Linked DNA regions of Gossypium hirsutum: regions 1 and 3 are each linked to region 2. A link is a contact called in public Hi-C data. All regions are on one chromosome and are shown on one strand. Each heading gives the region's core, a stretch centred on a gene start, on an enhancer-like site or on the middle of the called end of the contact. The rest is flanking DNA. Distances are from core to core; before and after follow the strand shown.

Region 1 (4,203 bases), core at 604-3,103, 220 kb after region 2:
ATTATCAAATTGAACTAATTATGCTTATAAAAATAATATCAAAACCGAAACCTTTTGATAATTAAGCCTCTAATTATTTATTACAATTACTCAAACGAAATTTTCTCACATTTAACACTTATATACCAATCAATTGTTGAAGACAAACAAAATCTCATTTCCTCCCTTGACAACCACAACCGAAAGCTCAAACCAACATCTAAAATTCCAAGTTTTCAAATGGGCTAATATGGAACTAGCTAATTGACTTAAACTAAACTTAAAATTTCAAAAACTAGCAAAATTTTTACTAACCTTCTCAAGCTTCAAGTGACCGAATGTTTCCCTCCTATCTTCCTCTTTACAATCGGCCAAGAAGAACCAAGGATACAAGCTTTGTTTTCATTACCTTTCTTTTTTTCTTTTATTCTTTCTTTTATTTATTATACTCCAATAACCCAATTTCTTATTATAATATCAAATTCAACAAATATATTGCCCATCATCAATCCATCTTGGCCGGCCACTATAAGGGAATTGGGCAATTTGACATGCAAGTCCACCCTTGTTTTGACATGCACTAATAAGCCCTTTAAAATTAGCCTATCATATTTCACCATGTCTCATGTTGATCCCTATTTAATAATTCCTCATGCAATTGGCAAAATTAGGGAATGAAACTTCCACATATGCATGTACACACACATAATAAACATAGAATATAGCAATTAATTATTTTTATAACTCGGTTTTGTGGTCCCGAAACCACTTCCCGACTAGGGTCACATTAGGGCTGTCACAATTTTGTATGATTTGTCTACCGCTTGCATTGGTTTTCTTATGATTGAACTCACATTGAGCTTCTTAAGCTCACTCCCCCATTATTTCTATATTTACAGATAACCCACCAGGTTATGACATGGACTCCGCATACGAAAGGCTCGGCTCGAATTGATCTTTTTTATTAAAAAGTATTTTAGATTTACTACTTAAAATTTCTGTTATTTTGGAATTGTATCGCTTTATTTGAATTGTGGCATGGGACTATGATTTTGAGTTTATTTAGTATGCATGATATTTAATTCAAATTTAGGATATTGAAACATGAATTTTAAATTAATTATGCATAAAATAATTCTAATTTTACTTAATTAAAACTAAGTTGAATATCACTTTTCCGCTACTAGATTATAAATAAAATTTGAGTAATAAATAAAATGGAAATTAACTAAGTTTTCCTCTAAAATAAACAAATGCTTAAAATGTCTGTTTTATAAACTCCGTTAACTTACTGATAATTTTGGTGGCCAATGTAATCTTCTGAATTCGGACTTAACGTCTAGATCAGATTATGAAAGTTACAAATTTTAAATAAAAATTATATACCAAAAAATGAATTAATATCAATAATGTTAATATAAAAATTCAAACCCATGCATCACATGGACCAAAAACTAGTAATGTTTGTTTATAAAATTATATAAGAGCATTAGGCTGGATTTGATTCTTGAAAATATTTTCTATTTTCATTTTTAAAAATAATTTTAATTTTATTTTTTGTACTTTTGGAAATTGAAAAACATGTTTGGTAATCAATAATGAAACTTTCCTTTCAAAGTTCTAGGAAATTTTAGTTAAGCCTCCTTAAATTTTTGAAAATTTTTATTAATTTTATAAAAAGGTTAATTAGACCTCAAAATTTTTTTTAAAAAAAATCTCATTTAACTCCTAATTTTAAAAAAAATTTTACTAGACCTCAGAACATAATTCTTGGATCAAATGTTATTTTGATCTCGAGGATGCTTTCTTGCAGTGATGGATCCTAGGCCCATAAGGATTTTTGACGCCTAACTAAAATTTATTAAAACTTTCAAAATTTCCCATATTTTTGAGGCTAGGCCCATAAGGATCCGCCCTTGCTGTCTTGCTTTTCAGGGCACTTTGATGGCTTTCTTTCTCTGCTGTCTTCTTCCTGTTTGGGAGTTTGTTCTGTCGTCTTATGAATTATGAAATAAAATCATTCTTTATGAAAAGAGGCAAGGGCTTGTCTCGTCAAAAAAAAAAAAAAAAAATCCACAATCCTCAACAACCATTATTTACTGCCCTTTTTCCATCTTCTCCATGACTACTGCGTATGTACAAAATTTTATTTTTTACCAAACAATTAAATACTGTGGGTTTTCTCTTTTCTTTTTTCAATTAATAATAAAGTATTTGACATTGTAAATAAACCTTTTTTTTCTTTTAAATTAGTAAAAATGGTGGAAACCTTCAGAAGACTGGAAAATCTCCGCGTATGACGTAAAGCTCAGTCCAAAACCATGCATGACCCTAATAATATTATACATGCTATATCTAAATATCATAACCTTATAATTAATTAACTAGGCTAAATATTACTAGTCGTGGAAGTGGAGCTTTACTTTTTTAAAAGGCTTCAAGTTTACTAAAGTATTAGATTTTAAAGACCTTAAATTGAAGTGGTGGCACTTCTTCAACCACCCCATAAAATGTTTTTCTACTTATGCGGAGTGCTTAATCAAAAGTATGTACTCACTTCAACAAATATAAAAGTGAACATATCGTGATAATTTTCTTTATTGTTGTACTTTGAAGATATAATACTCTCACCACTAAATTCATCATTTTTGAATTCAACAAGTAAAATCATAACACAAGATTTTACTATCAAATTGTACTCACACAATAATATTATGAAAAGAACATATTAAGTGCTTAACTCTTAGTACAATCACCTATTCAAGACTCTCAAATATGTAGACTTAATTTCAAGACTTGCTTACATATGAAGATATCTATATCGATCCCACTAAAGCAACAACAAAATAAGTTTAATACATTATAATAATATCAAACACTGTAAATATAGACTCTTGACAACTAAAATCATGATCCAACAAATTATCTTGCGTAATTTAATATCAATCCAACCAATATAAAATTCTCGAAGTAATATAATTTTTTTTATAATGGCTAAATACCAACCATATAATTAATATAGTCCAATAAATTGTTAATACCTTAAATATGGAAATTGTGTCTTTAAAGATTTGATGTTGGTGAGGGGAGTAGGCACTCCCTCTATCACCAAACTTACCAATTTCATATTTTTCAAAAAAATTAATATTTGATTTAATTAATAACTCTAATCAGGGGAAGAAAACCAAGAAAGAATTTTTATATATATTTGATTTGAGTAATTAAGTTGTGGAAATTCAAATTAAGGAAAGTTATATTTTGTTTTTTACCGAAGAAGTCTTTTGTTGCTTATGTATATGAGTTGAGGTCTTCCTTTTGATAATAATGAATAATGAAGCGTGTGTGTCCCCAAAGAAGTTAGGATTTAATAAAATGTGACGTGATGCACGCACCGCATTGAGCCAGTGTGGTGCTGGGAAACTGCAGTTTTGACAACTGCCACATGCTTCAATTTCTCACCCCTCCCCTCTTTTTCTTCTATCTTCTTTCTATTTTATTTCTTAATTAAGGTTTAAATAATTTCCAACTCACTACCGTTTTTATTTTGGTATTAATTTATCTATATTTTAAAAATATTTATATATTATTTACGTATTACATGCATATAAATATATTTTAAAATTATTAATTACGTTGACTAATTTAATTAAATGTTTATATTTTATTTTAAAAATAGTTAAGATAAAAATATTAAAAATTAATTTAAAATATCAAAATCTTCTACAGGGTTGATTTAAAAACTAGGTTTGATGCTTTTATTTTCACCAATTTAGTCATTTTGATCTTTTTTTTTCATTTTAAAATTATAAAAATCTATTTGGTAACATTATTTATGAATTTTCGTTAATTTTGAATATGTTACATTTTAATATTGATTTAAAAAATTAATTTTAATTGATAAAGTAGGTTCAAATTTAGAAGAAGTCAATTAATATTATTATTAATTGAATTTTAAATTTTAAATTTCAAAAGTAGGAACAAGTAGAAGAAGAAAAAGAAAAGGAGGAAACAATGGAAATCATTTTCTTTAATATATATGCAAGGTGCTGGCTTTTTGGTCTTACAGCATACTCTTCTAAGTGCAAAAAATTATTCCACAAAAATGAAAGGAGAAAGTGTTGTTGAGACTAAGCTACCAAATTTTGTGTCAGCAAAGAAAAGTGAGTTGAGTGGTAATTTCCACATACACCACTTAAGCTTTCTTCTTCACATTTCCCTACCCTT
Region 2 (4,203 bases), core at 1,603-4,102:
CTCCGAGGAAGACATGCAGTGGTTCACATCTAATGATCAGGAAAGCCAGATCCATGTTGTCCCTATGTGGACACTTGCAAGCTTCAAACGACTGAAACATATATCTAATCATTATGCGGTGAGGAACATGCAGTATTTTACCTTATTCTTTTCTTTCATGACATAAATATACGTAAATGAACAATGAGTTTGCTATACCCTGAGAAATACTTCATTGAAAATAAGTAGTGTAAAAATCAACTTTCTGAAAAGCTGGATATGTTGAGATTATCTTCTGTGAAATTAATCTATCAAGTCATATTGTACTTTTAACTCAAAAGTAGGAAAGGTGAAGAAGATGGATCAGATTCTATGACGCACTTAAGATTAGCATAAATGAACTATTTGTGACATGGTTTAATACACCTTGTACTTAGTTTCTCATTGTCAGCGTCGCATTTAATAGGAAAAGGAATTAGAAGATTAGTAGTATAGATCTTTCTTTTGAAAGACACATTATAGATTCTTAATGTATTTCGTTACCACGTAGAGGGAATTTGTGATATCCTCTTTACTCGAAGAATGTCATCTATTTTATTCTAAATAATCTTACTAGTATAGTTGTTTTCAGAGAATATCAAGTGGTGCTGCAACAACTACATAACATGCTATACATTTTCAATTTTGTTTGAAGTCATTTTACCTTCAACGCTTTTATGTAGTATGTTTTTTTTTCTTTATACTAGTAATGTTTATGCATATGCAACTATTGATGGATCGTGGATATGTCTTCTTCTCAGCGTCGATTCAATCTAGTAGTTGCTTTCTCTCCCACGGGTTGGACCTTTGGTAAGGGAAAAAAGAAATCTCCAGGGAGAAGGTGGCAGCAGGGTACCATCATAAGGTATTTCTCTCATCCATATCTGTTCTTAAAAGAAGTCTATTTCATCTTCCAGGCCCTAACCTACTTGCTTTCTCTACTTGGAAAGATTATTCAATTAAAAAAAAATGTTTATAAAAGAGCCTGCACTGGGGCATGTGTTTTATGTGATGTTTGAGCAATTTTGAAGCTTTCAGGTATTAATTTAGGTTTGCAATGGGGTTTGATTTCAGCCTTAGGTTTAACCTAATTTTTCATGAGATATGTATGGAGTCACCTTTGTTACTGGACTAGGATGCGGATCTTAATTTTTAAAAGTTTTTCATATATTTAGAGTATCATACTTTTAACTCGTGTGATCATAAGATGTGTATCGGATATGAGTACTTTAGATAAAATGAATCTGAGCCAGACCAAATATAGGGTCTGATTAAAATTTTGAGTAGAGACTTACTGATGCTATTTTCCAGGTACGAAGTACCATATAGTGAGCATAGCAGCTTCACTGAGCTCAGAGAATTTGTGAAACTTGTATCTCCAGAAAACATAATACCAAGTGTAAATAACGAGGGACCAGATTCTGCTAAAGCCATGATATCCCATTTGCTACCTTGATTTGTTCTCTACTTGATCTCTCAAGTAGCAGCACTATATCTTTTGCTCTGGTTGCTGCAGTCGCACAGTTACAAAGAGATGGAATGGGTTGAACATCCGATTTCACCCCTGTTATTATTGGTTTTCAAGGCATGGTGCAAGGTAAAACTAATTTATTTCTTGAACTCATTAAATTGTTTAAGCATGTCTTATAGTTCAAGAATCACACGCTTAAATGCAAATAAATTATTAAAAAAATAGAAAAAATAAAATAGAAAAGAAATTTTAATCACCGATTCAACTTGTCTATATTAATTCATAGGTCAATCAATCTAATCAGATTGATATCATAACCGAATCTTGATTCAACTAATTTAACAGGTTGATTTGGTTTAATTTAAACAACTTTGACTTCTGGTAAATTTGGATGGACGATTGAGTGCGATGTGGTGTGTTTAGCTTATTTTTTATCTTACGTTACAGTATTGTTACAATATTTAATCTTACCGTTATTGTTGTTTTTACACCAACCATAATTAAATGCACTATTTATCCAAATCCACCATTAATTGGCAGTAAAAATTAGAAAACCCCTATCTCTCTGATAAGATGGAATGATTGCATTGCATTGCCTGTTTTGACTTCTAATATGGATACCTATAAAATAAACCATTATCAGCTATGATTTATGGTATTTATATACTATAGGTAAGCTACATTTTTGGTCTCTTTAAAATAAAGTTTGTTTTATTTTTATCATTTGAATTTTTTTCAATTTAATTACTTTAATTAAAATAATTATCCAAATTTCATTAAAATTTTTGTTAATCATTAACGGGATATCAATAATCTTCTCTCAATTGAAAACCTTGGCCTCTCATTTGTGTCGCCAATGCCATCGTTGCTTAAGCTTTAGCATGGTAGTTTGGCCTTTGATTACCTTTTTCGATCGTGCTCATCGCTAGGAAAGAGTGAAAATCGTTGATTTTGCTCTAACTCTTTCCTTTTCACTCTATTATCTTAAACCCTTTGAATTTACCCAAAACCTATTGTCTTTTTGATGAACAATTGACAAAATCAATGCTTTGAGAATGGATTTTTTTGGAATCTTTGAGTGATTACTATTGTTCCTTTCAAACCCTTTAAATTTTTTTAACCGATTCAATCAAGAACGAACTTGTTAGAACAAGAGCTCATTAGAAAGTACCAAAATGACACTGTTTTGGTCGAGAACATAAATCAATTCAATGGGGGAAACAAAAATGGAAACGGTGCGGAGAAGAGAAATGTTTTGGGAAAGAGAAGGGAAGGATTTAATTGAGGTTTGGTTAGGGTTTATGGAGAGTAAAAAGAGGGATCTGCCTTGTGTGTTGGCGTAAAGAGTGGAATGGGAAAGACGGAAGAGCAAATTGAAAGGTGTTTGGCGGGGAGGTCGAAGAGAGCCAAAGGCTCGACAATGATTCAAGACTTGGGCTTTGCCACTGGGGGAAAAAAGAATGGGATAGCAAAAGCAATGTTAATTAAGGGATATTGAAAAAGGTTACCATTGAAGTTACTTTCGGCTAAGCTTGGAAACAAAAAGGAAAGAAAATGATAACTAAATGACGGTGCTGGAGCTTAGGCAGTGGTGGAATCGGCGGCCCAAAGGGGAGGCCAGGATTTTTCGTTAATGATTAATTGAATTTTTAAGTAATTACAATTATTTTAATTAGAATGATAGAATTAAAAAAAATTAAAGTGACCATGAGTGTAATTTATCGTATATTACATCACATTACATTAATTATTCATGATAGTTTTCAAAATGTATTAATAGTTTTATAGGTGTGCATTTGATTCAAAGAATATAATATTTTGTTGGATTAATAAGATTATCTTATTTGGATTTTAAACATTACTTTGAATTACTAATTTTGTATTTTTAATTTTGATGTTTTTTGGTGTATTGCTTTGGGTTTATATATATATATTTATAGTCTAATTTTTAGTTCTTAATAAATTATATGTATGCAAATATATCCATATAAATATATTTACATTCAAATATAAGTTTTAAAATTATTAATTTCTTTCAATAACTTATTTTAATAATTATATTTTAACTTTAAATGTAATTATAAAAAAAGTTAAGTTTGAAGTATTAAAATTTTTTACTAACCGGTATAGGTTAGTACACATCGGTATTGATCAAAATGGGTCGAAACATATTAAAATGCACTGAAATCTTCAATGAAATAAAACCTAAATTACTTGATACAGGTTGAGAATTGACACGATATATACCGACACAATATTGACATAATAATTTTCAAACCATTTCTAATTGAATTGGCTCCATATTATTTCATTATACCAACTTAATTTGGGGTTTATAATAGAATTATAATAGTAAAGAAATTATGCCTACTCAACTTGTTTTCAAACCTCCTTTTATGTCATTTTGTTGTGCTTAATAGTTAGTTTAGCATTGTGTTCTAAAGGAGAGTTTTTTAAAAATGCTTTTAAGAAGTGTCATTTAAGATTTTATGCGTTTAACATAACTATTAAAAAGTGTTGTAAAAAGTTAAAATGTTCGTTTTAGATATAATGTAATAAAGTAAAAGTAGCTAATTTAAATAACTTTTAAATTTGTTAATATTATGATGTATGGAATATAAAATTTAAATACTTTTGAGCAATTAATACAAATTTTTGTAAAATTTAATTTAAATATATAAATCATATTTTAGATATTAATATGATGGAATAAT
Region 3 (4,633 bases), core at 301-2,800, 190 kb after region 2:
GTATATTACAATTATAATAAATATTTATTATTAAAATATTAATATTGAATATTTTTCAATATTATTTAAAATTATTATTTTTTAAATTTATTATTAAAATAAAATTTAAATATTAAACAATTTATTATATGATTAGATATGGATAATTAAATATGTATATTTAATAATATTGAAAATTATAGTATTTTATTAATTTTAAATATTTTTAAAATAAAAAAATTATTATTAATATAATAATATTAAGCTCGATTTAAGTTAATTTTTAATATAAAAATAAAATTACCTATAAATGAGCTCTTTATTGGAAAATGACCTTCATTTTCCGTGACCAAACTATTTTTCATGAAACATACATAGGAAAATGCAAAAAAATAATTTTCAGAAATTATTTTCAATGAAACTAACGGAGTCTAAGTTTTAATTAATAAAATACCTTTTTTAGATAAAAAACCCATAATATCATAAGAAATAAAATGTTCCAAACCACAGCTTTGATCATAATTTAGTGTATAATTTACCAGCTGATGATGATAAACGAAAGAAACCCTGTTCAAAGTTTGAATTAGACCAGATTTCATTGAATTCAATACTTTTAGGCAGTTAAAAACCTTTCAATTGCACCACCAAGTTGGTCTGCCCATTAACTATACTCTACCCACCATCTTACATTAATATTATTATATATATGCATATATATATATATAGGCCTGGATCTTCACCATCCTAGCGATTAATCCTGGCTTTAACATGGCTAGAAATGAGCAAGATCTCGTCACCAGAGATTGTGAACTGTGGGATCAAGTCCTCCGGGCCTAATTCCGGTTCCTTAACCTTTTCTGTCAGGGTTCAAAGGCGTATCCCGGATTTCCTTCAGTCAGTGAGCTTGAAGTATGTGAAGTTAGGGTACCATTATCTGATCAATCGTGGGATTTACTTGGCTACCATACCAGTTTTGGTGCTTGTTTTTAGTGCGGAGGTGGGAAGCCTTAGTAGGGAAGAGCTACGGAAAAAGCTATCGGAAGATGCTTGCTATGATCTTGCCACAGTCCTCTCTTTTTTCACCGTCTTTGTATTCACCATTTCTGTTTACTTTATGTCAGGGCCTCGCTCCATTTATCTGATTGACTTTGCATGTTTTCGTCCTCACGATGACTTAAAGGTTAAGAACTTTTCATGCATGAATGAAAATATACTTGCATTTCTTGCTATACGAGAAACAATTCATTTACGTATACCCTATTCATATTACATTTCAGGTGACCAAGGAGCAGTTTATTGAAATGGCAAGAGCATCAGGCAAGTTTGATGAGGCTAGTCTTCAATTCCAGAAAAGGATTGTGAAATCATCGGGAGTTGGGGATGAAACTTACCTTCCCAAGGCAGTGATGTCTGATGAGAACAGTGCAACCATGAAAGAAGGTCGCTTGGAAGCCTCAACTGTGATGTTTGGGGCACTCGATGAGCTCTTTGAGAAGACAATCTTGGTGGGATGGGCTGCAGTGCTGGGCTCATAGCAGTGGACTTGTCTAGAGACATGTTGCAAGCGAACCCGAACAACTATGCTGTTGTAGTGAACACAGAGATGGTTGGTTACAATTGGTACCCAGGGCGGGACCGGTCTATGCTTGTTCCGAATTGCTTTTTCAGGATAGGATGCTCCGCAGTCCTTTTGTCGAACTGCCGCCGTGACTATCCCCGTGTCAAGTACAGTCTCGAACACCTTGTACGGACACATAAAGGTGCTGATGATCGCAGCTTCAGGTTTTTTTCCTAGTGTTTTCTTCCACCATTCATGTCTTGATTGCTTAACTTCTTGTGATCAGTTTAATGCTACATTATAGCTTGGTAGATAGATGAATAAGGGTCTTATAAATTTGTATTATATGTTTACAATAGTCACGTTTATGTATATGTTCACATACTTTGTTTCAAAGGAGCAAAACATTTTCCCCTTTCTTGATTCCCTTTTTTGGAAACTTCCCAACTAGTTTCCCAGCCATTGATTACACCTTAGACTTTATGGAGGTGGTCCAGGGATTTAATAGATAGGCTCCATAGCTCATTCCATAGTGGTTATAACTTATAGGTACTTGAAATGTTGGGAACTTCAATAATAGGTTAAAATCTTTTAGTCTTTAGCTATATCTCAACCCAAGTTTAAACTCTTTAAATTAAGGTATTGTAAACTCTTAATCTCCATAAAATCAAATCACTGAATTTATGTTATCTATCCTGTAGAGCCCAATTTTTGCCTGGGCTAGGGAAACAGAAACAAACTCAAAATAAATTAAACCCAAACAGTCCAAAGCACACTTAATAGGCCCAATAGTAAAAAAACCCTAAGTTCAATAACCAGCCCACAAACTAAAAAACATTTTCAGCAAAATGAGAGGCAAAAACCCTAGGTGCGCCGCACCTAGGTTCACCCCCAGCGCCGCACATGGCCTTCTCGCGTGCCCTTCGCGCTGCCGCACGCCAGCGCCCCAACCACGCACATCTGACGCTGCTCTGTCACCTGTAAAAGACAACCAAGAAAACAGCAAATAGAGAAAACAAATAGAAGACGACAAAAAATAGAGATTAACAGTTGTAATCGGCCATAAAAGGCCAAAGATCATCACTGTAATGTTTTCTTCTTCCTCTTTCAGGAACATTAAATAAAAAAATGAAAAGAGAGCAGTTTTGAGGGTTTTTTTTTACTTTCTTTGTTCGAATCTTTTTATTTTATTTTCTTTTTTCTACTTACTAAATAACAAGCAAAGAGGGGGAAGGGAAACTCACCGGGGTTGGCCGTGACCGCGCCGCCAGAGGGTCTCTCCTCCGTCGTCCGATTCGGGTCTAAAGGTGTCGACGGTCTCCCTTTCGGTTCATTTCTCGTGGGTTGAGAGAGCTTGGCTCTCAAGGACACCGCAAAAGGGGTTAAAAACCCATTCTTTCGCCACTGCCCATCGACCATGGTGGCGGCGAGGTCTGTTGATCGGAAAAAGTGAGGAGAGAGGGGAGAAACGGAGAGTTTTAGTTTTTTTTTAGGTTTTTTTTAACAGAAATGAGGACTTTTAAAAAAAATTAGGCTTTTATAGCAATCGACGCCGTTTTGCAACTGAAGGTCAGGTGCCGAAACGACGTTGTTTTGGCCCTGACCAGCGCGCATGACCCGACCCGCCAGAGGATCCGCGTGTTTTGCTTGGAGGGGCTAATTGCATGTTTAGCCCCTCCTCTTTTGCGCTATAATGCAATCTGACTCTTTGTGTTTTTTTGATTTGGGTAGCGAATTTTGTTCCTGTTTCGATATGGTCCTTGGACCATGTGCAGTCCCTCGATTAAAACACTGCGTTTCGAGCTGGGGAATATTTCACAATCAGTCCCTTGAGTTTTGAGCGTGTTTCATTTCGATCACTGGCAATCCTTTCTTTATTTATTTATAGTTTCGACCCCAAAATTTAGTTTGGTTTCCAATTTAATCCCATATGTGTTATTAGAGTTGTTTTATCATTAAATTAATTATTTTAATATTATTATTACTATTATATTACATTATTATTATTATTGTTATGATTTACTTATTTATGTCATTTTAATTTCAAATTTTGTTGTCTATATGTACATACATACATTTTGTTATATATATATATGCATACGTACATATTTTTTTAATTTATTTGTATATATATACATACTTATATATTATTTATATACTTTATATATATACATATATGTGTACATTTATATACATATGTTTTTATAATACATGTATATACATGCATGTATATTTTATAACTCATATACATATACATATACATACATATAAATGTTTTTTCATATTTTATAATTTCAAAGCATACATATATATACATGCATACATTTCTACAACATATACATACGTACTTATTATTATTATAAATATACATGTATACACATACTCTTATATTTTTAGACATTTCATAATTTTTTTTATATACACATACATATATATACGTATTTTAATTCATATACATATACATATATATACATCCTTATCCATATTTTTATATTTGATAATTTTAAAATATGTATACATACATAGATTTTTCATATTTTCATAATTTTGTGTACATTCACGTATATACGTTTTTTACATCTATTCGTTATTTATTTATTTACATTTTCATTATTATTTTGAAAGAAGGTTTCAATTTTATTTGCCTATATACTTGTCACTTTGTATGTTATTGATTGATCCTCTTTATTATCTTATTTTCGTTGCTATTGCTCGTGTTATTTTTACGCCATCATATTTATTATTGTTTTGTTATGCGTATCAATAATGTAAGCTGTTTTCACACTTTTATTACAACATCATGTTTCATTTTGCTCGATATATCAAAATCTGTTACAAATAAATAGCATTTTGTATTTTGAGATTCGGAAAGGTTGTATCCTAACTTACGGGATTTCGATTTTTTTCGATAAATCAAAATATACGAATCTTTTCAAATTTAAGTTTTTATAATATCGAGAATTAATAAAAGATCGTGTTCTAACTTAAGGAATATGATCTTTTCTAAAATCAAGATAATCAAATGTTTTTTCAAATAAGTAAATTTTTCGGCATGTATTCTCGTATCGGGAATTCAATACGTCGTATCCTAACGCA

Evidence for each region. Hi-C and Micro-C count contacts between places; a contact is called where the count stands out from the background.
Region 1: a contact with region 2 is called in a Hi-C map of leaf, with 3 times the contacts expected there. The contact joins two enhancer-like sites. A contact is called at or near these places in 2 of 34 Hi-C or Micro-C datasets (callus and leaf).
Region 3: a Hi-C map of leaf shows a contact between it and region 2, with 2.7 times the contacts expected there. The contact joins two enhancer-like sites. A contact is called at or near these places in 3 of 34 Hi-C or Micro-C datasets (all in leaf).

The regions. Positions count from the first base shown.
Region 1 is chrD06:16,423,833-16,428,035 of Gossypium_hirsutum_v2.1, forward strand. No RefSeq gene overlaps it. Among protein-coding and RNA genes, the nearest start is that of LOC121219016, 20 kb to the right of the region's middle. Within about 2 kb of position 1,854, at least 4 of the 9 cell types and tissues checked have an H3K27ac peak or open chromatin away from gene starts, as enhancers often do. A contact at or near this core is called in leaf, where this site is marked.
Region 2 is chrD06:16,204,474-16,208,676 of Gossypium_hirsutum_v2.1, forward strand. It overlaps LOC107901016 (DNA cross-link repair protein SNM1), which reads left to right. Exons shown (of 10, transcript XM_041095739.1): 8 at 1-118; 9 at 780-883; 10 at 1,330-3,242. The coding sequence ends at 1,474. Among protein-coding and RNA genes, the nearest start is that of LOC107901016, 6.8 kb to the left of the region's middle. Within about 2 kb of position 2,853, at least 7 of the 9 cell types and tissues checked have an H3K27ac peak or open chromatin away from gene starts, as enhancers often do. A contact at or near this core is called in leaf, where this site is marked.
Region 3 is chrD06:16,399,466-16,404,098 of Gossypium_hirsutum_v2.1, forward strand. It overlaps the pseudogene LOC107899933. Among protein-coding and RNA genes, the nearest start is that of LOC107901014, 16 kb to the left of the region's middle. Within about 2 kb of position 1,551, at least 3 of the 9 cell types and tissues checked have an H3K27ac peak or open chromatin away from gene starts, as enhancers often do. A contact at or near this core is called in leaf, where this site is marked.